2 separate regions of the Mus musculus genome follow, and region 2 is linked to region 1. The links are chromatin contacts, called in public Hi-C maps. All regions are on one chromosome and are shown on one strand. The core of a region is the stretch at or near the end of the contact, and the rest is flanking DNA. Distances in the headings are between cores, read along the strand shown.

Region 1 (6,819 bases), core at 1,847-4,346:
AAGGAACCAATTCCGATGTAATCGCATTAGGGTCTCTATTTAAGCTCTTGGGCCACACCGCCAACTTTGATACAGGAGAATGGGAGGGGCAGCCCTAAGCTTAGCTTTAGGCAAGCATTTATAGAGGCAAGAAGGAGGCATCTAGCCTGGTACACATCTGATTGGGGATGGACATTATGGCCTTTAACATAATTGGCTGGTGCTGGGAACTGAACCATAAACTTAACTTCTGTTTCCCTCACAATGATTGGTGGTTGTTAGGAAGTGAAGTTGCCAGGGGCGGGCTTCTAACCTGGATATTCAGATTTGTTGGAGAATAACCCGGAAACTGGTGCTAGACACGGGTCTTGTTGGCAGGTAACCTGGAAATTGGTGCCAGATACTGGCCCGGTAGTTAAATTGAGTTCAACTTTAGGTCAGGTTTTCTAAGATGGAATCTGAACCCAAGATCTGGTTTCTCAGTAGCTTGTCTAGCTTAATTTTGATATTTGTAATGATAACTTTCTCCTTAGGAAGGGACATCTTCTAAGATGGAATGTTGGTTCATTTGCCAGAACATTGAAGGACCTAGCTCAGCTAGTGAGGAGCTCAGAGACAGACGGCTCTGAAATAAAACATAGTTTGGAGTTCCAAGGGTTCTCTAGACAGAAAAAAAAAAAAGGAGCTAATAAGAAAAGTGGGAAGAATGAGTAAGCAATATGGAATATATGCTTTATAGACTAATCCCTGTGGTTACTAGAGCTGCATGGGTGTGTGCATGTGCGTGAGTGTGTATGTGTGTGTGTGTGTGTGTGTGTGTGTGTGTGCGCGCGTGTGTGTGCATGTGTGTGCATGTAAGCTAAATAAAAGTATATGGAGAGCCCAGGAAGTAGAAGAATTGTCCAGAGTCACAGAAAATGTAGGTTGAACTTTCAACGTCCATTCTAGTGGGGTTTGAGCTATGGAGTAAATTTGATTTGGAGTCAATCAATGTGGGTAAGGGCAAAGTGGCATTGGGAACACAAGTTTAAATGGGATTGGAAATACCTCCTCAGGCTGGTTGAGGACAACAGAAAACATAGCCAAGAGGTATAATTCTGAAATTTAGTTAGAACAGATGTAATCAGATTAAGTAGTTGTGCTGAGTGTGGTGGTGCGGCATGCCTTGAAATCTCAACATTTGGGAGACAGATATATGCATGTGGATGTCTGTGAGTTCAAAGCCAGCTTGGTCTACATAGCAATTCCCGGGGCGGGGCGGGGGGAAGCATTTTGAAAAAACAAACAAACAACAACAAACCAAAAAAACAAACACAACACCACTCCCACTTTCTAGCTATTTCTTCGGGTGGTGCTATTTGAGCCTTCATATGGCAGTAAGAATTCAGTGACCATCTCTTCCTGCCTCTCCTGTGACTGGAGAAATCCTACAGACTCAGATCTTGCCTGCTCTTAATCCTGGTCCTTTTGCTTTTCATGGCTTTTCTTTGACGTGCATCATCCTGTTTATTGTGCCTGTCAGAGATTATCTCTTGGGTCTTTGTCACTTTCTCAAGCATCCAGCCATCCCTAAATCTTAATGTACAGACATCAGCTAAAGCCAGAAGGCTTTGATCCATCCTTTGATCTGTTCATATCTTGACATACAAAACTGCTGACAACTGCATTTTGATTAACTTTTTCCCAGAGTTTAGTCACAGCACTAAAACACAATCCCAATATACCCCTAAAATTGTTTTTAAAATCTATTATCAATGTGTTTTTACAGTTACCATAGTGGTAAATTTTGCTCTCAACAGCATTATTACAATTTTCCTGTACTTAGAGAATGTATTCGATTCATGTTTTAAAGCCAAACAAGGGGGAGAAAGTAAAATAAAATTACTGTCATCAACACTACTTCAATGTTTTTTTTCTCTCCTTAAAACGCAGCCACCAGTGACACATACAGCAGCAGATTGCTTATAAACACATTAAAGGTCTTCTTGGAAAAAGTGGTTCTTTTGTTTCCATCATAGTGAGATCTGGCCCTTTGAGAAGATGAATGACAGAGAAGCTAGGAAAATGCCCAAGTCTTTTCTGCACTCTAGCCCAGCACCCTGTGGACACATTAGAATAAACGGTGCCCCAACTCATTTTGGCATCCCAAGATCAAATGACCCAGACTACAATTTACAACTGATGGATGGAGCAAGAGTGGGTGCATGATGAATTAGCCTCCTCTCAATCCACCATCATTGCATAAAGCAATCCTTGGGGCTGAAGTTTAATGGACTAGTAGAGAAATACCACAGTCTTCCTGGCAACAGTGTTTCTTCTCTAGCCTCGCTTCTGAGCAAGTAGGTGTCTGAACTGTTGCCCAGTCTCCCTCCTCCTCCATTCTCCTGCTTTGTGAATGTGAATCCAGAGAACCTAAGCTAGAAATGGGAGAATGAAGTTAATGCTAAGAGAACAGTCCAGAAGAGCAGAGACAAAATAAAAATGTATAGCTCTCTGAGACCTGAAAGAAGTGACATATGGGTTGTGAGTGTAGCTCCTTGATGAGGAATTTGCTTGGTGTGCACAGAACCCTGGGACCAATCCATGGTACCACAAAGAAAAAAAGATCCCAGAGTCGGATTGACAGTCATTGAGTGGAAATCAATGGTTCCTGTTGACTCTTTGCTCCTATTCTCACAGGCAGGTAGTTCTTAAGTATCTAAATGCCTACTAACTCAATAGTATGTACTTATCACATAGGAAGTAGCGATTCACGATTCACATAGTTTAACCCTAGGATGTTTTTCAGGAGCTTAAAAAGGGAGAGTGCTGAAAATTGAATTCCTCATATTGTTTCTTCCAAAACAACGTCCTAAAACGCATTGGTTCCTCTACTCCTCTTCAATATCACTTCGGCTTCAATGTTCAAGGACAACATTTGTTTTGTGAGGCTCTGTTAGACTTTAGCTCTTAAGACCTTCAAGTAATTCTATTTATATATATATATTTTTCACAGCATAAGTAGATCAAAAACTCTACAAACAGTCATAAAGCAAGGGAGACGGAAACCCTGCTTCCTTTCTGTCTCACTAGAGTTTGAAAGGCTTGCTGCAAGGATACTCTCACGTTGCTTCTCGTTAAGCAATGACGCAGCAGTCCTGAAACCCAAAGGAGGAAATAGATTACAATGATAAACCATTTTCAACTGTCATGGACCTCCCCCCGCCCCAGAATCTATAGATACATTTGAATGGGTTCTGTGATGTCTTCTAACAAGACAAATAAAAGTAAATGGTCTATAAAAATAAACCAAGGACGATTTGCTTAGAGCTATGTAAGATGTATTTCCTCATTCGTGCCCTTTGAATGTTCCTACTATCATTGAATTTCTAAAATAGGTTTTCAAATTAGGTTCCTACACAGACTTTTTTTTTCTTTAAAATTTTCATACCTCCTGTGGAGCTGTGACATTATCCCAAGATTTCCTCTTCTTAAAGAACTTTATTTTCTCTTGATGTCTCTTTGTCTCTGTCTTTCTCTGTGTATCTATTTCCCTCCGTCCCTCTCCCCTCCTACTACCTTCTGTGTGTGCATGTCTGTGTGTGTCTCTGTGTGTACCTGTTTGTGCAATTCAGAAGACAACATTGTAGAGTAGTTCTCTCTACCTTTAAGACAGTTCTGGGAATCAAACTTACTTCACCAGAAATGTTGCAGTAAGTCATCTTGCAGGCTGAAGATCTCCTGTTATTTTTCATATATTTTTCTTGCTATTACATATTTTGCCTACTTGTTTGGAAGTGTGCTGCATTCATGCAATACCTATGGGTCCTGAAGAGGGCAATGGATTACCTGGAAATAAAGTAACCAAAGGTTGTGAGCCACCAGGTAAACCCAAGGAACCAATGTCTTGTAGGATTCTCTGCAGGAACAGGAAGTACTCTTAACCACCAAGTCATCTCTCTAGTCCCTAAGTTCTCTTTTTTAAAATGATAATTCTGGGACTATTCCCATAACCACAATAGTCCCTCAGTAGATCACTAAATATTGAGTAGTTATACAAATATTTGCTAAATGAATAAATCAGTGACAAGATGATGAAAGGTGTGATTAAATAGGATGTCGAGATAGCAGAAAACACGGGGCAGGTAATAGAAATAAACTAGCATTAAGGAATTAGGAATTATCCTCTGGTTCCCCTCATATTTCCTTCATTATTATGTAGCCTCTTCCCATAGGATGACCAAGACTACCAGACTTACAGTCTCCTGCCTTAATGATTCCTATAGAAAAACAGGGCCACTTCTTTTCTGATAATTCCACCAGATATCTCAGGTTTGCCATGGTCAGGTGCAGTTTGTGTAATCAGCTTACCTCTGAAATTACTGCTGTGTCCATTTGTGCTGATCTGGATCCCATATCCAGCCCTAGGATTAAGTAGGGGACGAAGGGCCTGAGATATGAGCTGTGTTTTAGTTCCATTGATTAAGCTTAGACAGAATACATTCTGAAGTAGTTGTTGGGCAGTTATAAAATAGTCTCTGCTTATTCCCAGAATATAAATTGGGAAACAGTGTAAGATACAAGTCATAAACAAATAGAGAACATAAGGGTGTTGAGAGATGTATTTTCTTCTCCATGCCTTCCTTCCAACTGTGGGCTTTCATTCTTTCACAATTATTGAATTGAGCTCAGGAATTTTTCTCACAGTTTTAAAATTATTTATTTATTATTAGATCGAAAGTTTGTCAGCATGCATGTTTATATGCAATATGCTATGTGTAAGTCTGGTGCCCTAAGAGGTCTGAAGAGCAGGTCAGATTCCCAAGACCTTAAATTTCAGATGGTTGTAAGGCTCCATGTGAGTGCTGGGAACTTAACCAGGGTCCTCTGCAAGGGCAGCAAATGTTCTTAACTGCTGAAGCATCTTTCCAGCTCCTTTCACATTTTTTAAAATCCAAGAATAAATTGATATATATTTTTTAACTTGGGAAAAAACTGAGTACATGGGTCCATCCATGCTGTTTGTACTGTGCAGACATTTGTAGAGTTTCTCCCCTTCGCACCATTTAAGTTTATGAACACAAGAAGGGTAGAGAGCATGGTCACGTGTGGGAGGAATCTCACTGATGCATGCCTTAGGAAGTTCTCCATAATTCATAAGATGATCTAAATGACCACAAACAGGAAGATGCAGAATGTCACCAAATAGTAACAGAAAGTAACTTCTATATTTTAGAAGAAAGAAATGTTGTTGCCATACATTAGCACTTACGATACCTGCTTTTGGAGAGTCTGAACTCCTTGGCTACACACATGACAGCGCTTTCTCTCCCATTTAATTTCATAAGATTTATATAATTATAACTGTCTTCTCTGCCTATCTAGCATGTCATAACAATTTCAGGATAATGAGAAGAAAGCAAAGACTAGGTTTTCTGTATTTTGCGATCCTTTTAAATGTCTTGCCTGATTACTCTAATTCTGCCACCCACACTCTGGTTATGTTTGTTCCTGTCTTTAGACAAACTCTGATCTCATGACACAGGATGAGAAGAGGACACTGACAGTTAGACCTGCGTAGGACTCTGTATGGGATCACATAATCCATTTCCCAGCCTTTATATTTTCTCTGTACTTTGCGGGGGCACTTAGTGATCCCAACTAGAGATCATCACTGATGTAGTCTCTTCAACTTCGTGGCAGCCTTCTACCACCTCAGAAACTGTTCCTTTCCCTGCCTTTTACTGTTAGATGAGCCTTCTAATGATGGTGGATTTTTGTTTGTTTGTTTGTTTGTTTTTCAGCTCAGGGCAAAACAAGAGGAAGGGCTCACATGCTTTCCAAAGGGGCCAGAAGCACATAGACTGCCACTTTACTTGTTTCTTTCACTTGATATTTAATAAATCAAATTCTTCATGGTGTGCAGTCTATGTGTTTCTGACTCATGTAGTCATGTAAATACCAGGATGACAATAAACTAGAAAGAGGAGCTTCAGCCTACCCCATCCCCAGTTCCACCCTGCTGTTGCCCTTTTATTCAACCTATAATTCAGGCCCAACAACTTCTGATCTATTATCTACTGCCATCGTGTTTTGCCTTTCCAGGATGATATATCAAGGGAATCATGGGTATCTTTTTAAGTCTAGCATCTTTCAGTTAGAAAAAAAATGCCTCAGATTCATCAATAATTTGTTCCTGATTATCGATGGGAGGTATCCATTGTATAATTATGTCACACTTCATCCACTCTCCAGCTAAAGGACTTTTAAGTTGTTTTCATTAGTAGAGACTATCAACAAAAGCACTACATATTAACAGACAGAATTTGTTTGGACTTAACTTTTAATTTCTCTTAGATAAATACCTAAGGGCTGAGTGAATAGGTAATAGTGTTTGTTATAAAGACAAGGCAAATCCCATTCAAAAGGGCTATCTCTTAACTTCACACTAGAAATGACATTTCTAACTGCTTTAAGATTTTACTAGTATTTAGTACTACTAGGTTTCCTTCCTTTCTTCCTCCCTCCTTCCCTCCCTCCTTCTCTCCCTCCCTCCCTCCCTCCCTTCCTTCCTTCCTTCCTTCCTTCCTTCCTTCCTCTTCTTCCTCCTCCTTCTTTTTCTTCTTCTTTCTCCTCCTCTTCCTTTTGAGACAGGATCTCACTATGTAGCCCTGGATGGTCTAGAGCTCACTGTGTAGACCAATGTGGCCTTGAATTCTCAAAGCTCCACCTGCTTCTGCCTTGTGTTGGGATGAAAGGTGTGCACCACCACATCCAGCTATTAGGTTTTCTTTACAGAACTCTACTAAGAAAGTGGAAGTATTACCATAGCCATTGACTTGAACTACTGCTGATTAGGGT
Region 2 (6,819 bases), core at 1,465-3,964, 120 kb after region 1:
TCATCCTTCCTCTGCAGATATCTATTGCTCTCCCTCTAGCACCTCCTTTCTCAAATGTGATGGCTTCCCATGGGTCTCTTCGAGCAGTGTGGAATTACTAGACAGTAAATTCCATTGTTAGCAGCGTGGGTCTTTGTTTCTAGGTAGACTGTAGAAAACCTGCACTAGACTTTAGTAGGTGCAAAACAAACTTTCCCCTCCTTTCCAGCTTCTATTGCTTGGAAGAAGTGAAAAGCACACCGAGTACAATAGGATCAGCTGGGTTATAGACAGACGTCTATTTAGGCTAGGCTTAGAGAAGTGTTTCTAAATATTTGGGAAAAGCATTTCCCCAAAGCATTATAAATTAAAAAAAAAAACAATTTGCTTTAGTATTTAATGTCTAATGGACTAAATTTTGCACAGTCCAAAAGAAAATGTGCCTATGATTCAGAAAAAGCCAAAGTCTCTGGTAAGGGTCCTTGTCAATATGCCTTTCTTCAGAAATACCTGGATCAATTACATTACGTGTCGGTGTCCAGTCATTGGTTCGGGTGCATCAGCCGTCTGTTTTTCAGTAGTCACCCAAAGCCTTGCTAATTAAACCAACATGTCTGCACTGTGATCAGTCACCAATCATTTCAAAATTAAATCTTGCAGCAGCTTTATTTTAATTGATGTTTTCCCAGGAACTTTACCTACACGTATGGAAAGGCTGTGGGGGTCAGAGGCCAGTTTAGAAAGAGCAATTAAGAACATCTAGACGAAAAGAACTCCCTAAAACCATTGGAACAAAATATTCACATCTATGTGTGTGTTGTGTGTGCTTACTTATCAATAAACAGTGTCACATAATCTACGTGTGCCGAAACCAACAGCACAACTAATGGCCTACGGTTAAACTTCAGTAGAACCCGTGTTTTAATGTCATTTTCTTATCACAGAAGCTTTTTTTTCCTAGTGCTAAAAACTACAGCTGCCTTTACAATCCTTCCCTATAATGTAGAGCCATCATGCCATTCAGCTCCAGGTGGTAAAAGCAAGCTGCCCAAATGTATTCACACAGGGAGGGAAGAGATGCAATGCAGTTCTGCGGCCCTGCTAAGGCATCCCATGGAAATGGGAAAGTTAGTTAGAGAAAGCGTTTGCTAATGACAAGCCATGCAGGAAGTTCCTTTATGTTAAAAAAAAAAAAAGGAAAGGTGGGGGTGAGAGGAAGGAAAGAGTAAACGAGGAAAATCAAAGGAAAAAAGAAAAGAAAACAAACAGGGAAAAAAATAAACCCACGCAACAAGTTGCAGTCAGTGTTAAATTGCCTTGTTTGCGCGGGAGTAGAAAAAAAGTTTTAAAAGCAGCGCATTTCATCGGTGTCCTAGCAAGGCAGCCAGTTTCCTAAACCCAAACTCATCCGCAGCCTTACCTTCCGTCGCTAGCTCAAACCCAGAGGCTAAGGGGCCCCTGTTCTCAGTGGCAGCAGTAGGGGCAGAGGCAGCAACAGCCGCACATGCCATCTGTTAGCGGGAGAAGCAAAAAAAAAAAAAAAAAAAAAAAGCAGCGCTGCGCTGCGCTAGGTGGCCCCGGTGCCGGGCGAGCCTTTAGCAGGGGTGTATAGTGGATGCCGCCATTTTAAAGCGAGGTTCCTGAAATCCTTAGATATAGGCAAATTAAAGCTCGCCCCACCTCCAGAACTTCAGGGCTGGGACGTGCTACCGGGCCCCGAGTCAGCGGCAGCGGGGTGTACGGTGTCAAGTCCAGCAACACGCGCTGCGAACTCCGGGGACCAAGACCACGAGCCCAGAGGTGCCATCCACCTCCGCCCCCACCCCACCCCCGTCCCCAGGCCCCCACGCTTTTGCCTCAGGCCTAAGGAGACCCTAGTTTGTGGGGTGCCCTCGGTAATGGGGGAGTCCCCCCAACTCGGCCGGCTTGCTAGGGGAGGGGCCCGGGAGCACGCCCTCCCCACCCCCCGCGGTCGCCACCGCTTGGTTCAGTCCACTCGGAGCACACCTCCGAGCGCCCCAGCTCCCCAAGCCGCCGCGGCGCGCGCGGGCGGGCGGGCCGGCGAGCGGGCAAGCGGGAGGGCCGGCCGGGGCAGGCACGGGGCTCCTGCCGCCGAGGCTCGTGGTTGCTGTGGCAACCGGCCCTCATCCCACCCCCACCTCATCTCCCCCAAACTGGGGCCCCTAGTTAAAGGCGTGCCCTAAGTTCTCCCCGGCACCCCTCCACCGTGCACCCCCACAACACACACACAAAAGTCCCGCATCCCTCCCCCCCGCGCTCCCCCGGGCTGACCCCGCTGGCTCTCACTTTAGCGCTCGGCCATTCGGGAGAGACAATTCGGATTTTAGGCGCCCGCAAGGCAACTCACGCCAAACTCCTGGAGTCGCCGGCAATCGCCGCCCTCAGCCGCCCCGGACCGGCCCCGCCCCGCCTGGCCAGGTAGCGCCACTCACCCCGCCTAGCCGTCGCCCCTCGCCGCCACTGCCACGGCCACCGCCCCCGCCACCGTCCAGCCTCACCTCTCCGAGTGAGCGACTCCAGCGGCGTCTCGCTGCGAGGACGCCACGCGCAGGAACTCCCCCGTGCGGCGCTCGCTGCCCCGATTCCCGCGCCCCGGCCCGGGACCGTCTTCCGCCTCCTTGCGGCTCGCTCGCAAAGAGCGCCAAAAAGTCGCGCTCCTGCTCGCGCTCCGACTGGGGGCACTTTCTTCCTGTAGGACGCACTTGCGTCGTGAAATCTCGTCTTTGTGAGAGTCGTACCTTCGCGCTTGCTTTTCCCGAGACTGCTGGCGTGGGCTTTATTCTCAGGGGGTGTGGCGCCTCCCCCCACCCCACCCCCAAGCCCCCAGCTTGCACAAGCCCTCGCCGAGAGTGGCTTTTGTCATTGCGTTATTAAGTATGTGTGTGGGAGGGGGGATGGGGGCAAATCATAACGTTCAGGATGTTCAGAAGCAAAGCCGGCGGGAAGCATGCACACGCCACCCGGGTCGGGAGCGCGAGCCGGCTCTAAAGTTTCTAGAGCTTCAGTGACTACAGTGCCAACTAGACAGGCAATTGTAATGCGAAGCTATAGGTTTCTAGACACTCCCGAGACAGGTGAGGTGTACTAGAAAAATTCCAAAATGACTTTGATCAATACGTATTTCAACTCGTGGAGGGTGAAATACTTACCGTTTGCCTTCCGGGGTCTCCTCCCTTCCATAAAACGCCAGATCTTTTATTTCGCTCCAAAAACTTGAGAGAAGAGAACTGTTGATCAGAGGAAATGCTTCCCCTACTGCAAGGGAGTTTACCGGGTAGGAGGAGCCCTGAGGTAGGGTTCCAGATACTTCTGAATGGAAAATGGACAAAGCAAAGGCGGTTTTATACTTGGGTTTTAAAGTGTGCATCTGGACATCTAAATTACAAGTTTCAATTTAATGCGAGCGTAATAAGAGCACCAGCTGTCTCTTAATTGGAGCCCCACAATAATAAATGCGTGCTTTTATTTAATTTTATGAGGACAATTGTAGATGATAACACACACACATGCAGGATCGTCAACGAGGATCTCGTAGCAATTCATGGCTGCTTTCCTGCATGCAATCAACTGCTTCAGTCTAGAACTCAGCTCTATAAGCTCCGCACAAAGTGCAGAAGCATTGCAGGGCATATTTAAGTGGCAGTTAGGTTGTGGAGTGAAGTGAATTCTCGGGCTAATTATACTTTTTAATTCTGCCCAACTGATCCAAATAGAATTCAGCTCATTTTAGGCAAGAAATCAATCTCTGTGTGTTAAATGCAAAATAATCAGAGTACGACAGCAATGGTTAGAAGACTGGGCACAAACTGCCCCTCACATCATTAAAATCTGCAATGGCATTTGGCAAGAACTGGGAAAGTCACCAGGACAATGTACAGGGATCATGTCAAACACTTGAGAGTTATGGCCAGGATCCTAACAAGTCAAAATAAGGACTTCCTGGTTACCTCATGAACTCCTAACTACTTCTCCCACGCCTTCTTTCATACTTGCCAAAGTCCCTGCACTACTGTAAAAAAAAAAAAGTCAAACTTGTCTGGCATATAGGAAGTGGTTTTGCCAGTCCACGAGCCACCACCAAACTAAAGAGGTGTTGGTTACTTCGAGAGACTGGAAGACAGGCAAGGCAGTATAACTTTATGCCCAGTGACCCAACAAATGAGGAGCTGTCATGTCAGTGACTCAACAAAAGGAGTCTTTATACTAAACTTGGGCAACACGGGTCCCTCACCTCTGTCCACCACTGCAATCCAAGACTCCTGCGGGACCCACAGGTTTTCCTAATAACCACCCACACAGACAGGCCCACTTTCACTGTTGTGGAGTTGCTAGAACAATTATTTCCTTAGGAATGTGCGGTACACTTCAAGGAATGTTACCCATCTAGGGGACAGCATGGTTTCAACATTGTCTCTTGCTTGAAAGGGCTGGCCAGTGAAAACTGCAAAGGAGATTTTACTGTTTTCTGGAGAGAAGAGTAACCTTATAAACAAATTCTAGCCAGTCAATAGTCTCTTTGGCTCTTCTCAGACATGGTTAGAGGAACATCGCCAAAGAAAAATAGGGCCGTGTCCTCACAATACTCTAGAAGGTCTCTTACCATAAATGTTTGTACATTCAAGTCTCATAACACTTCCATCTGCTCCTCATTTGCATTTGGGATCTTCTCGGCATCATTACCCTGAAGGATCTTCAAAGGTTACTGTTTGATTCAAAATTGTCATTCCTGGCCCTTTGCCCCACCAATGAGTCAAATGGGGCTTGTGAGCGATTCTTTACACATACCTTGGGAACATTCTTTTGACGCTTTTGCTGCATTTTAAAACTACATAAGGTGAAAACTGGGGCAGCCTCAAGTAGCGTCTTCTTCCAGGAAAGTATATTTAACTTTGACTAATGTAACAGGAAAAATTCTAAAACTCATATAATAATTTCATATTAGAAGGATTACAATAGTCCACAAACAAATATAGACCTATTTTTTAAAATGCTGGATAGGCAAAGAGTTAAAAATCTGTAATGTGTTAGTGTGTCATGGTTTTAAGTTTTTTTTTACAAGTTCTTATTATATTGTATTCGATTTTCTGCCCCCTCCTCTCAGCTAGGCAGCATAATTGATTTATTATTCTCTTTAGAAGACAATTAACCTGTGCGATTGGACATAAAAGCAAGGCCATACTATGACAAAGAATAAAAAGCATCTCTCTCCTGTTTTGAATCTGTGGCACTCTTCTCACCCGCCCTATATTATCAGCAACAGTAGCACTTGTTAATTCTTGCTGTGTTCTAGAAATGCTCACAGGCAGCAGCTTCATGGAAGCTCTTGTCTTCTCGATGAAGGGTGGCTCAAGAGCTATTGGCATTATTCACTCTTCATTCACCCATTCCTGAAAAGCCCTTTCCATTCAGAGTTGGGGATTTGGAGTTTGTGATTCACACAAAGCTTCTAAATAAAGAAACAGGGAGGGAAAAAAAGCAGAATCTAGTTTACAAAAAGTTTAGACAGTCAATAAATATTATCATCCAAGGTAATGCTTTTATAAAAAAAGTTTTATAAAACTGCATTTCTTAGACAAGAAATGATAAAATGACCCAGTATGTACCAGAATGCTAAAATAATTGTACACACAGAAAGAAATTGATCAGTAATTCTTAGGTTGCAAAGACAATTTTAAAAAAATTGGGGCTTTTTTTCTGTTACATAAATTTGTCAGTCACCTAGACACAGTCTGGTAAATGCAGAATTGAAGACGAATGTGGAAGAATTATATCTTCTGAAACACACTGGGACGAGATTAACTTACAAGACAATTTTTCTCCGGGCCTTTGAAGAATATATAGTATAAATTATCCTTGATAATTACATATTATATTTTTAAAATAATTCTTCAGAGGGAAATATGCTAAGAATAACACATAAAATGGTACACACACCCCCAAACAAAGACAAAACAAAATGGTAGGAATGTTATTTAAAAGATCTATCTATCTATCTATCTATCTATCTATCTATTTTTGGTTTTTCAAGACAGTTTCTGTGTAACAGCTCCGGCTGTCTTAGAACTCAACCATAGATTAGGCTGGCCTGGAACTCAGAGATCTACCTGCTTCTGCCTTCTGAGATTAAAGCTGTGTGCCAGACCTCTTTTAGCTCATTCAATTCTCATAACAATCACTTTAAGGTGGTGGTGATGATGATGATGATGATGATGATGATTTTCTCATGGAAAAAAACAAACAAACAAACAAAAACAGATACAACAGGGGTTTTCCCCAGTAAAACCTATCCAAGCAGTAGAACAAGGATTCCAAATCAGGATGGCAGGCTGCGTACTTTAACACAATAATGAACAAAGGTATAGGGTCTGATTAATTTGGATTTAGACGTGTGTTCTACCTCAAATCTCACATAGATATGAGCTATGACCAAACAGATAAAATGCAGATGCTTACTAAAAATATCTGATTGTTTATTAAATACACCTAGAAGGTATTTAGTAAAACCAAGTTTCATATATGATTAACATCACCTGTGAGTAGTGACCATGTCCCTCTCTGCATGGGTTTCTTTGGTTTTAAGACAGGGTCTCATTTTCTAATTCCCCATTGGGCTGGAATGCTAGATCCTTCTGCCTCAATCTCTCAAGTGTTGGGGTTATAAGTGCATGCTTCAGAACAGAAATGTGATCCTAGAAATAATCCTGAAGCAACAATCTGAAAGAAGAAAACAAGCAACTTTAGTCTTAATATTTAAAAGATATCTTAAAATAATCTAAAGGCACACAGTTACAGAAAATCTTACTTTGTCAATTTTTAACT

The links. Hi-C and Micro-C count contacts between places; a contact is called where the count stands out from the background.
Region 2: a contact with region 1 is called in a Hi-C map of the G1E-ER4 cell line, with 3 times the contacts expected there. The contact joins the promoter of Mbnl3 here to the enhancer-like site in region 1. A contact is called at or near these places in 9 of 39 promoter capture datasets (the 3T3-L1 cell line, 3T3-L1-derived adipocytes, the C10 cell line and 6 more), 26 of 484 Hi-C or Micro-C datasets (the Ba/F3 cell line, the C2C12 cell line, the G1E-ER4 cell line and 20 more), 2 of 115 datasets of contacts at active chromatin or transcription factors (bone marrow-derived dendritic cells and bone marrow-derived macrophages) and 3 of 9 other capture datasets (adipose tissue, liver and macrophages).

Annotation. Positions count from the first base shown.
Region 1 is chrX:51,082,080-51,088,898 of GRCm38.p6, forward strand. No RefSeq gene overlaps it. Among named protein-coding and RNA genes, the nearest start is that of Rap2c, 67 kb to the left of the region's middle. Within about 2 kb of position 3,097, at least 15 of the 459 cell types and tissues checked have an H3K27ac peak or open chromatin away from gene starts, as enhancers often do. A contact at or near this core is called in the Ba/F3 cell line, the G1E-ER4 cell line, the HPC-7 cell line and 1 more, where this site is marked.
Region 2 is chrX:51,203,276-51,210,094 of GRCm38.p6, forward strand. Mbnl3 (muscleblind like splicing factor 3) reads right to left here and starts at 2,715. Exons shown (of 8, transcript NM_134163.5): 1 at 2,499-2,715.